Regions from separate parts of the Mus musculus genome. Here region 1 is linked to region 2. The links are chromatin contacts, called in public ChIA-PET maps. All regions are on one chromosome and are shown on one strand. Each heading gives the region's core, a stretch centred on a gene start, on an enhancer-like site or on the middle of the called end of the contact. The rest is flanking DNA. Distances are from core to core; before and after follow the strand shown. Region 1 overlaps Gab2 (growth factor receptor bound protein 2-associated protein 2). Region 2 overlaps Gab2 (growth factor receptor bound protein 2-associated protein 2).

The links. ChIA-PET counts read pairs in DNA pulled down with a chosen protein or histone mark.
Region 1: a contact with region 2 is called in an SMC1A ChIA-PET map of the G1E-ER4 cell line, with 9 read pairs. The contact joins two enhancer-like sites. A contact is called at or near these places in 1 of 15 datasets of contacts at CTCF or cohesin (the G1E-ER4 cell line) and 1 of 484 Hi-C or Micro-C datasets (LSK cells).

What each region holds. Positions count from the first base shown.
Region 1 is chr7:97,268,180-97,274,590 of GRCm38.p6, reverse strand. It overlaps Gab2 (growth factor receptor bound protein 2-associated protein 2), which reads right to left. Exons shown (of 10, transcript NM_010248.2): 3 at 2,549-2,789. Among named protein-coding and RNA genes, the nearest start is that of Usp35, 61 kb to the left of the region's middle. Within about 2 kb of position 4,395, at least 50 of the 459 cell types and tissues checked have an H3K27ac peak or open chromatin away from gene starts, as enhancers often do. A contact at or near this core is called in the G1E-ER4 cell line, where this site is marked.
Region 2 is chr7:97,182,570-97,188,375 of GRCm38.p6, reverse strand. The region is part of intron 1 of Gab2 (growth factor receptor bound protein 2-associated protein 2); the gene reads right to left. Among named protein-coding and RNA genes, the nearest start is that of Gab2, 100 kb to the right of the region's middle. Within about 2 kb of position 4,180, at least 39 of the 459 cell types and tissues checked have an H3K27ac peak or open chromatin away from gene starts, as enhancers often do. A contact at or near this core is called in the G1E-ER4 cell line, where this site is marked.

The DNA of each region.
Region 1 (6,411 bases), core at 3,146-5,645, 86 kb before region 2:
GAGCTAATCCTGTACATGGCTCCTTTACCTACACACTGGGGATTTGACCTCTATCTCCACTCTCATTAGTTGGGTGGCCTATTTGCTCTTATTAAAAGGAAAGGGGGAGATGTTGGGAGCCGCCCCCACATTCGCCGTCACAAGATGGCGCTGACATCCTGTGTTCTAAGTGGTAAACAAATAATCTGCGCATGTGCCAAGGGTATTTTATGACTACTTGTACTCTGCCTTTCCCGTGAACGTCAGCTCGGCCATGGGCTGCAGCCAATCAGGGAGTGATGCGTCCTAGGCGAAATATAACGCTCCTAAAAAAGGGGACGGGGTTTCCGCCATTCTCTCTCGCTGGCATCTCTCTGGCTCTGCGCGCCCTGCGCTCGCTCGCTGCCTAAAGATGTAAACAATAGAGCGCGCTCTGCGCCCCGGCGCGCCGGAGCTCTGGCTCCTAAAGATGTAAGAAGGGGGCTTTCGTTTTTGGGGTTTGGGGTTTTTGCACTCCTGCTCCTGAAGATGTAAGCAATAAAGTTTTGCCGCAGAAGATTCTGGTCTGTTGTGTTCTTCCTGGCCGGGCGTGAGAACGCTATTAAGACTCCATTGTGTAAATGTATCACATTTTCTGTATCCATTCTTCTGTTGAGAGATATCTGGGTTCTTTACAGCTTCTGGCTATTATAAATAATGGTCACTTGATCTTTGACAAAGGAGCTAAAACCATGGAAAAAAGACAGCATTTTCAACAAATGGTGCTGGCTCAACTGGTGATTAGCATGTAGAAGAATGCAAATTGATCCATTCTTATCTCCTGTACAAAGCTCAAGTCTAAGTGGATCAAGGACCTCCACATAAAACCAGAGATACTGAAACTTATAGAGAAGAAAGTGTGGAAGAGCCTTGAACACATGGGCATAGGGGAAAAATTCCTGAACAGAACACCAATGGCTTGTACTGTAAAATCAAGAATTAACAAATGGCAAAGTTTGGAGCTGAGACAAAAGGATGGTCCATCTAGAGACTGCCATATCCAGGGATCCATCCCATAATTAGCCTCCAAGCGATGACACCATTGCATACACTAGCAAGCCTTTGTTGCAAGGACGGTGATATAGCTGTCCCTTGTGAGACTAGGCCGGGGCCTAGCAAACACAGAAGTGGATGCTCACAGTCAACTATTGGATGGATCACAGGACCCCCAATGGAGGAGCTAGAGAAAGTACCCAAGGAGCTAAAGGGATCTGCAACCCTATCGGAGGAACAACATTATGAACTAACCAGTACCCCAGAGCTCTTGACTCTAGCTGCATATGTATCAAAAGATGACCTAGTCGGCCATCACTGGAAAGAGAGGCCCATTGGTCAGGCAAACGTTATATGCCCCAGTACAGGGGAATGCCAGGGCCAAAAAATGGGAATGGGTGGGTAGGGGAGTGGGGGTGGGGACTTTTGGGATAGCATTGGAAATGTAATTGAAGAAAATACGTAATAAAAAAAAAAAGAAAAAAAATGAAACTGAGTAAGATGGGAGAGCAGGCCAGTAAACAGTGTTTCTCCAGGGCTTCTGCCTCAGTTCATGCCTCCAGGTTCCTGCCTTGAGTTGCTACCCTGACTTTCTTCAAGATGGAATGTAAGGTATGAGAAGAAATTAACCCTTTCCTTCCCCCCAAAAAAAGAATTAACAAATGGGACCTCATAAAACTGCAAAGCTTCTGTAAGGCAAAGGACACTGTCAATAAGAAAAGAAGGCAACCAACAGATTAGGGCTAATATCCAATATATACAAAGAACTCAAGAAGTTAGACTCCCGGAAAACCAAATAACCCTATTAAAAATGGGGTACAGAGCTAAACAAAGAACTTTCAACTGAGGAATACTGAATGGTTGAGAAGCACCTAAAAAAATGTTCAATATCTTTAGTCATCAGGGAAATGCAAATCAAAACAACTCTGAGATTCCACCTCACACCAGTCAGAATGGCTAAGATAAAAAAACTCAGGTGACAGCAGATGCTGGTGAGGATGTGGAGGAAGAGGAACACTCCTCTATTGCTGGTAGGATTGCAGGCTGGTACAACCATTCTGGAAATCAGTTTGGCGGTTCCTCAGAAAATTGGACATAGTACTACCTGAGGACCCAGCTATACAACTCCTGGGCATATACCCAGAAGATGCTCCAACATGGAATAAGGACACATGCTCCACTATGTTCTAGCTGAACTCTTAAAGCAGCAAGAAATTGACTGTTATGCTGTAGTTCTGAAACTTACCCTCATGCTTTTTAACCCCAAATCAAACAAATATTTTATAACATGATTGCTGATAATGAGACAATAATTTCTCTGGAATTCAATGATGATTTTGTAGTAACACAGATCAAAACAAAAATTATGAAGGTTATATAAAGGTTTATATAAAAGATGTCTTGTTATCTTTGTGTTTCTTTGCCTAAAAAAGTAAGCATTTTTACTCCCTTGACATTAAAACTGAAATTCAGGGACTAGAGAGTCAAAGGCCCTGAGTAGTCACTTTCCCGCATGGTGGCCATGGCAGTCTCCTACCTTGCATTTTCTGTCCTTCTGCTTATGCACTGGTGCAAGTAGAGATACTCCTGAGGTGCACTGGTGGACAAGGTAGGCTGCATGTGGCTTGACACAGGGGGCTCAAACGTGAATAAAGTAGGCTGGCTAGAGTGTGAAGGGGCTGAGGACTTCCGTTCTCGGAGCAGGTGCTGACTGGAGCTGAACTCAGCTGGAGAAGAGCGGGGACCATGACTGGCTGAAGAAAGGTTCCTCAGGGAGTCTGTGAAAAGAAGAAAGGGCTTTGTGAGTGAAATAAAGTAGGGAAAGTGTCCTTGTCTTAAAGACAGTTGTCAGAGAGAGAAAAAAAGTATTTGGATAAGAGACAGTAATATGGCTGCCACATTCTTTCCCTCAGACACTCATTACCTCTGTCTTCCCAGGGAGGCAGGTTGGGCATTGTGGCCATCTTGGCTGAATGGGAGATGAGTTACACCTCTGAAAAGCTTAGGAGAAGTCTGAAGGCCAGGTTATCATAACCTAGACCTGATCTGCTCTACCCAGGGGGTTTGCCTATCCAATCCCAGAGTGACCCTTAGAGTGACAAGACTAGACTCTGGATGGGTGAGCACCATGCTTCCTTCCTGTAGGTGGCTCCTGTTGGGAGCAGATGAAGATTGGAGTGAATGTATACTGTTGACATGCCCATGGCCTTGTCAAGAACCTCAGTGACTCTGACTCATGAGCCTTCCTTGAGTGAGGCTCAGAGGCATGGCAAGACCTTCCTCTGGTCTAGGTAACAGTGTTTAAGAATACGTGAGCACTGTGTATATACAAAAACTAGAAACCTCAACTTCCCCTTCCTGAATGTCTGCAAACTAAGTCTTTTTCCCTACAGAGCCCTCCTACTCAGACTAGGTAAGGTCTTCTCCTGTGTTATACATAACAAACAGAGCTGGGTTTCTGGTTTGCAGGTGTTCAACAGAAAGCACAGTCCAAGATTCTAGCTTTTCTATATGTCTGTATGTTGTTTCTTGGTGGCCTGGAATTCATATGTAGACAAGTTAGTCTAACTCAGAGATCTGCCTGCCTCTGCCTCCTGAACTTTAATCCTGGGATTACAGTTGTACACCATCATGCTTGGCTGGCTGTCCTTTCTTTGTTCTCTTGTCACCACAGTCAAGGTTTCCAGGACTAAGAAGCCATTTAGGGTATGGCAGGTTCCTGCAGTTATTACCTCCCTCAAAGCTTCTGGCTCCACTAAATGAGACACTGCTTACTAAAGACTCACTGATTAAGGTCCAAAACTATGCCTTTGTGCAATAATGATAAAAACACAAACAAAAGCAGAGCTGTCCCTTCAGACTAGACCCTTGGTCATCCTGGTACTCTTCCATATCTTCTAGGGCAGCTTTGTTCTCTTTCCACTGGCCTTTCTTTTTTTCTTCTTATCTCAAACTCTCCTCTGTTGTATTAGAAAGGAAGTGAGGTATTTAAGGACAGATAAAGGTTTAGAGTACTACACCCCAGCCCAAAGCATTATTCATTTGGCTGGCTCTCTAAGCTTAGTCCACATTTCCTTAGTCTGACCTACTTCCTGCTTTCTCTCCACACATAAGCAAAGCAGATGGAAGCATCATCAGCCCCTGAGCATAGCTGCCTATTTGGGGGTTGGGAGTAATTCTTTGATTCTTTCTCCTTATGCTGTTCCTACAAACTGGATTCCTTCTCTACTTCTAGCAAGCTCATATGAAGATTTCAAGATCCTATGCAGATATTACATTCCCACAAATACCTTTCTGAATGCTTTTTTTTCTTTCTTGGAGCTGACAGGTTTCAGCTTATGCTTTGTTTATACCTATGGTCATTCTGCTTCCTTGCACTTGGTTTCTGAGAACCGTGTCAGTGAGATTATTACTACACAGTCCTAGCATGTACCTAATATAGTCCCACATAGGGGGTTCTTAGTCCATGATTACATAAATAAAACATTTGACATTTTAAAATTCCAACCATGAAACTTATATTCTCAAGAAATAAAGGTATAAAGATATAAGTTCAGATAATATGCTAGGTAGGGAGGAATATTTTGGGAGATGATGGCTTTCTAGAGTCATTCAAATCCTATCAGAAGAGATAAGGTTCTTTAGCTACTGTTTTCTGACCTATTTCAGGCTGTACTATCCACATGGCCCGAGGCAGGATTACCAGCTTATTCATGATGTACAGTACTAATTACACTCTAGTCACTCCTAGCACTGGAAAGGACAGAAGAGAGAAAGTCAATGAGTCTCTAGGGAGAAACTGTTCCATGATAGCTGTATTGATCTTCAAAATGAATTCCTATAACAGGTCTCATAGTGACCTGGATGTTTGTTAACAGAATCAATGCACTTATTATTCCATTAGATTTGCAAAATGAACTCTCCAGTGGTGGATGAAAGAGGGTTTATACTAAGGACGGAGTAGTCATGGCACCAGGGGAGGAACATAAGCTCTGTCTGAGAAGACACAGGGGAGGTGTAAAAAGAAACCCTTTGATGAGGTTCTATACTCTCAGTTGACTTTCTGGCTCCTTCTTGCTTTGCCTATCTCTTAATTCCTCAGACTCTAGTTTTAGACTTTCCTATAACTTCCCTCTGGCCATAAAGCCTTTCTCTGGAGGCATATTGCCTATTATTAAGCTTAAGCTTTAAATGCCACTCAAATGATGATAACTCTAAAACTTCAATCTCTAGCTCAGTCCTTCCAGAGCTTTCTACTGTACATCACCCCTTACCTGCTGGCCTCTTCCTTTATATCCCATCAGCTAGTTAAGCTCAGAATCTAAGCCAGCTCCTTTGTCCAACACTTTCTGTCTCAGGGAAGCGCATCAATACCTTTCCCATCAGTTGTCAAAGGCAGAAACCTAGTCACTCTCTGATTTCCCTGGCTTCTCAACATTCATGCCAGTCTGCCATTGTACACTTAACAATGGCTTCCTGTTCTCCTTCAGATGTCTTACAGAGCTCTGTCTCTTTTGAAAACTATCTTCTTGTTCACTTTTTCCACAGTATTTCTTACCAATTCTCTTTGCACTTCAGAGGGTTTTCAGAATTATACCAGTCTCTTGTATTATTATTATAAGATAATAAAGCACTATTTCTTCAGTTACAGTTACTGATTTCTTATTGCCTTCAAAATAAAGGTTCCTGGTTTGACAATGAGCCTTTTCTTTTTTTTTTCTTTTTCTTTTTTTGGTTTGGTTTTTCGAGACAGGGTTTCTCTGTATAGCCTTGACTGTCCTGGAACTCACTTTGTAGACCAGGCTGGCCTTGAACTCAGAAATCCGCCTGCCTCTGCCTCCCGAGTGCTGGGATTAAAGGTGTGCGACACCACCCGCCCGGCTTGAGCCTTTTCTTTTTAATCTTAACCTTTTATCATAACCTTTGTCTTATCATTCAGTGCTCCCCTCACACCTGCAATAAATTATCAGTCTGGTGTACAGATAAAAGGTATGATTATCTTTATTTCTGCAGCCCACCCTTGCCTTAAGCACAGACCCAAAGTCAGTTGAGTGACCCAGTGTATTTACTTTTAAAGTGATTTTGCCTCTCAGAATCTCAGTGTCCTTGTTCATAACTCAACACAGGGAATTGGAAGAGACATATAATCTTTATTGCTTTTATTTGCTATTTATTTAACTATGTTTGTATTGGTGACTAGATATGTATACCACAGTGTACATAAGGAGAGTAGAGGTGCCTACATATAGTGGATCTCTACATAGTGAGATTTTAAAAAAAAACCATCAACAAAATATCTCTTGTCTGAATTTATGTAACTACTTCCTGGTGCTTGGCTTCTGGGAGTTGTTTCTCTTTCTACCACATGGATCTGGGGTATGTGTGAAATATGGCTGTTAA
Region 2 (5,806 bases), core at 2,931-5,430:
TCTAAACTTGGGCTTTTTCATAGACCTAAGCCTCAGTTTCTCCATTATAACATGAAGATGATAATCTCGACAGGGTAATTGTGAGGTTCATGTAATGGAAATGAAAGAATTTTTAATTCTTTGCCTATATAAAGACTATAACATAATCTTACAATGCTATATAAAGTTATATATAATACATATATTAAGCTTTACATAACTATGGATTTTGTTATTTTGATGTTATATATTATTATTTAATACATTAATTTGCTAATATTATATATTAATATTGTGTGTATGTTATATAATACATGGAATATACAATTAATATTTGATGTAAGAACAGTTCAACAAAATAGGAAGCATTTGAACTGGGCTTCAAATTCATGCTTAAGATAGTAAATGTATTATGGGTCTACCTGTTGTCATGCAGTGCTGGTGGGCTGAAGACACCCAGAGGCCTACCTGCTTCCATGTGGCCCGCTGCCCACTGCAGGTGCCACTGCCATGTGCAAGTATGTGGTAGAGATATGGGAGAAAAAAAGAGAAGTAAAATGGTTTGAGCACTATGAAGTGAGTTGGGGCTGGAGATATGAAGGTGAGGACAAATGGCCTCATGTGAGAGCTTGCACTGCCACCCAAGACCATAGTGAAGTGTCAGCCCATTCTGCAGCTGAGGGCCATGTCTGGGTCCATGGCCATGCAGCAGCAGTAGTCTGTGTGAATGTCCATGGCCCATGTTACCACCAAAGTCCATGTGGATATTCCTGGTCTGGGCTGCTGCCTGGGACCATGTTGATGTGCAAAAGCTTGACAGAGCTGACCCCAAGGGTATGAGAGCCAGAGAGCTGGTCCTGCCTTTGCCAGCTATAGCACTGAGGTGAGCTAGCGGGGGCAGTGCTGGAGAGCTGGCCCTGGTGGTGTGGGTGCAGAAGAGCTGGAGGGTTGACTAACTCAGTCACCCAGGCCCATATCCAGGACTTTGAGTTAGCCCACCCCAACATCTACCCTATCTATAAACTGTTGGAATGCCTAAAGGATCCAGTCCTGTAGATGCAAAGTTGTAGAGTCTCCATGACACAGGGAAACAAAAGGATATCCGAGAGGAGTCCCAGTGAGGATCCAGAATTGATAATGTAGCAGAAGCCAGAGATCTTGAAACAGACTCATTGCAATAAACATTTGCAACTAAAGATGTTTGAACACAAAGGTATAAATGTTCCCCTTCTAAGAAGGACCAACATATCCACATTTTGGTTTTCCTTCTTCTTGAGCTTCATGTGGTCTGTGAATTGTATCTTGGGTATTCTGAGCTTTTGGGCTAATATCCACTCTATCAGTGAGTGCATATCATGTGCGTTCTTTTGATTGGATTACCTCACTCAAGATGACCTGAGAGAGAACATCATCACAATCAACAGCTAAACCCAATATGCTATGCTATTTCCCTATTGTTCTTCATTTAAAAAGCACCGATGGGGAAGCAGAAGATTTTGGAGATTCCTAAGCTGTGGAGTATTTATCTTGCAATATCAATGGATATATATTTATTCTTTACGAGGAACTACAGTAATCATTCTATAATATTTTCTCATTTGATCTTTATAATTACACTATGAGCAGTTATTATTATTATTCCATTTGTACAGTAGATAAAAGTTATGAGGTGTTACAATATTGACTTCTTTTTCCTCACAAGTTCTTTTTGCTAAGACCCATCTCTGACCAACTGACCCCAGTCTCAACCAGCCATATATTTGTCTCTCAAAAAAGTCTGAAGTCCCTAGTCCCCTCCAAAAAAAATAGAAGTAGCTAAAAATAATAGATTTTGATTATTTTAATGAAATAAATAGTTCCATGCTAACTATTTTGACTCAGCACCGTCATTGGGCTCCGGCTATAATCCATTATTTAGTGCATGATCCCTTACTCCTTGCACATTTTCTGGTCCAAAGATCATGAAAATTTAGATCCGTTTATTTTAAAATGTTGTCCTAAGAATCAAATCCATATACCTAGCTTTACCAGCTTTAGAATCACTGTGAAATTTTTATTTCCACTTCTCCCCTTTTAAGTTCCTTATATGGTTTGGATAAACACAAATGTGAGGTAGACAGTGCTCCCTTCTCAGAATAAAGAATAAGATTCACTGAATTAGAGTCCTGGGATGTTTAAACACTAATGCCCAGGTCTGCTTTATAATTTTGTCTCATTCCAAGGGTCTTATGTGATCCTAGCTTGCCTCAGAGACGCTAGGATCCCAGTAAATGGTCCCTTTACTCTCCACTCCTCCCCTAGCTTGGTGTTTTTGTGAGTGAGTGACATAGAGAGGATGTGATACTCCTGTCAGGAGGCAAAGGAATAATCTTACAAGAGACAGTCACAGAATTTTTTGGTATTCCCCTATCTGAGGACCACTGAGATCATGAGACCTATAGCCTTCCAATGATTCAGTTTCTTATACCCCAAATAGGCTGATTCATTTATTCAGGATATACCATGGAGCCCTGCCAAATGCAAATGTGGAGCATGTGCCTAGCTTTTCTGGGAGCCAGATCATTACTGCCATAGTCACTACAACAAATTACAACAAAAGCCTCTAGGTGCAAATTATCACACACAATAAACTTAATTTAAGAAACACTGAAGAGATCTTTAGTTGCATTTTAATTTACACAACACATTTATTACACAAGTGTCCTGGGGCCACTACAAAGTGAAAACAAAACATCTGTATAGAAGAGTTTTGCATGTCTCATTGATCCCCTTCAATATAAATCAAACTACACCTCCCCCAACACACAAAGTAACTGAGAACACAGGGAAGATTGTAAAGAATCATGGTCCAACATACAATAAATTTCTAAATTCTAGTCCTAGATAGATGAGTAGTTATGGTTTGGATTTTAAATATCCCTCAAAAGTTCATGTGTTGAAGACTAGTCCACAATGTAGCAGTGTTAAAAAAAACATAGTGAAGTACTTTTGTGAGAGTTCCCATAGATTAATGAGCTGATGAGAGGTGGTAGAAACTTTAGGAGGTGGGACTGGTTGGAAGAAGTAGGTCACTCAGGGTGTATACCTGAAGGGTTTTATTTTGTCTATATCTTTTCTTCTTTCTCTTTAGCTTCCTGCTCACCAGACTATGAACAGCTCTGCTCAACCACAAATGCCATGCTTTTGTTTTGTCTCACTACAAGGCCCAAAGTCAACAGTAAGTAAGCATGGACTAAAAGCCCTGAAACCATGAGCTTGGACTTTCATCTGAGGCATTTTCTGACTTATTTGGCTTCAAGATTTAAGTATATCAAGTTCAATGTAATTCACCCACAAATGTATAAAGCTTGAAGGGGAGGCAGTATTAAAAAGAACCATTGAGAATCAGGCTGGTATCACTAAGGCACTTGACACAGGACTTCCAAGTAAAGCAGGCCAGTCACTAATATCACAGCAATCCAGGGAAGAAACACAATGTTGGTACTTGCTACACTTTCCCCCAAAGAAATAATACCCAGAAAGTATGTTACTACAGTGACAAAAACATGACATATGAAGATAACCACTGGCATCTGAGAACTTCCGTGATGTGTCAATACTACACCACACTCCCCAGTATTGGTTTTTAAACACTCATGGCAATTAGGAGGTGGGACTAGTTGCTACCTTAATTTACAGATGAACTAATTCAGTTGATGAAGTGGTTAAACATCTTGCTTCTTTAAGCACCTAGGTAAAAATGCCAGTTTGATCTCAGGTTAGCTATGTGACCTTAGGCAAATCCCTCAGTTTTTCTGGACTCCTAATCCTAAAAATGAGATAAAGTTTCTCTTGTCACTCACCAAATGTTGTCAGGGATTACATGATATACAGAAAACCAAAATGTAAAGAGCCTATTAAAATGTTGTATCTTGTTTCAACTACACTGCAGTTGCTGGTGGGAAGAGGCCACGCCATACATTTTTTAAATTTCTGAAAGTAAGACTATATTTGTATGCTGATAAAAATTATTAAGCCATCTTTGATCCATCTGCAGAGCCCCCATTTCCTTATCAAATGGCATGTGTGAACTTGTATGACAGCCATGAAGTCTTAGGAAGGAAGTAGTTCCTGAAAGGTATGGTGGTTAAAAGAGCACTTATGAGGCTTATGGTCACAAGAGTGGGAACTAACACAGCAGCAGGAGGGGAGTGGCAGCAGATAAGCCAAAGACAACTTGCTTCAGACAGACAGCAGAATGATAAGATGAATGATAGAAAGACCATGTTGGCAAGAGTGCAGTCAAAGATAAATTAAGGAATGCAGATGGCTGTTACCACAGCGCAGAAACAACAGAAAGACCAAATGAAGGTAGGAACAATGGAAAATCAGAAAGAAAGCTCTTTGTGCTTCAGCAGCTTACACAAAGGCAGGAGTTGGGTGCAAACTCCAGAAGGTTGGCTCCTACACTCTGTGAACCTTGAGCCATACTCTTATTTCTAAAGAGTTTTTTTTTTTTTTTTCTAATTGTGAATGCTTCTGATCTAGGGCTTTCACTCAAAGGAAGGAAACTGGCATAGCAGTTAATCTGTCTCAGCTGCTGTGCTGTCCTCCACCCCATTTTCAGAAATAATGGGAAGCAGCACTGGGAAAAGAAGCATCTGGTTGCAGTGAAGATCCATTCCTCCCTGGGCGGGAGCTGCCGTCTCATTCTTGGAAATCACAACAATCAAGAATGGAGAATCATTCTTTCATCCCTTCTCACAGCATTATCCCAGCGACCTCATCCCTAACAATGGCATGGTTTGTGTTATGCCTTCTCTCCATCCCTCCCCTCTCCACTCATGCACAACAGAGATGCTATGCTCCAGGGGCCACAGAAGTTCACTTCTGACAGTCTACAAGGGTCAGGATGCTCCTGCAGAAGGAGCTGTCGGCAGATAAGATGGGAAAAGATCTAGTATTAACTAAGAGGAATGGGAAGGATTGTTTTTCTATAACCAGCAAAAGAATTTAATGACTTCCGGAGTGGAAAGTGAGATTTAAAAAGAAATTCTTTCATGTTGTTCAAGGCTATCTGTTGGTACACTGTGCTTGAAAAATAATCTAGTTATTTCAAGATTTTTAAAGATGTTCACTTCTCCTTTTACTCAACATTTATTATTTCCAACAACTGGTATTAAGGAAATAATTCAAAAGAAAAAAATGACATACACATAAAAATCTTTATTGTAACACATTTAGGGAGAAAACATGGTAGTTTCTGTTCTATATTTTTCTCCCTCATGGATATCCCTTTCTAACTTACCCTCAAGCTTTAGAATGTTTGGGGCTGAAAAGTTGGCTGGATCAGTAAAGTGCTTGTGCTATAAGCATGAAAATCTGAGTTCAGACTCCTGGCACCCATATAAAAGCTGGGTATGATGGCACAAGTCTGTAACTTTTCCAGAAAAGGAAGATCACTAGGGGTCACTGGCCAACTAGACTAGCTGAATCACTGAATCCCCAGGTTCAATAAGAGACTATCTAAAAAATATTGTTGGAATCAAGAAGTATACTTAATATTGACTTTGGGCCTCTACATGTATCCAAACAAATACATTTCACTCCACTCACTCCACTCCACACACACACACACACACACACACACACACACACACACACACACACACACACAGAGAGAGAGAGAGAGAGAGAGAGAGAGAGAGAGAGAGAGTAAAGAACATAATATTGATGTTATGGCTCTTGACAGAAGCAAGTATGATAAAAATTAGAAACTTTTCCACAATGTAAAGAAGATGTACTATAAATATAATTTACTTATATGATTAGCTGCACTTAGGAAAGA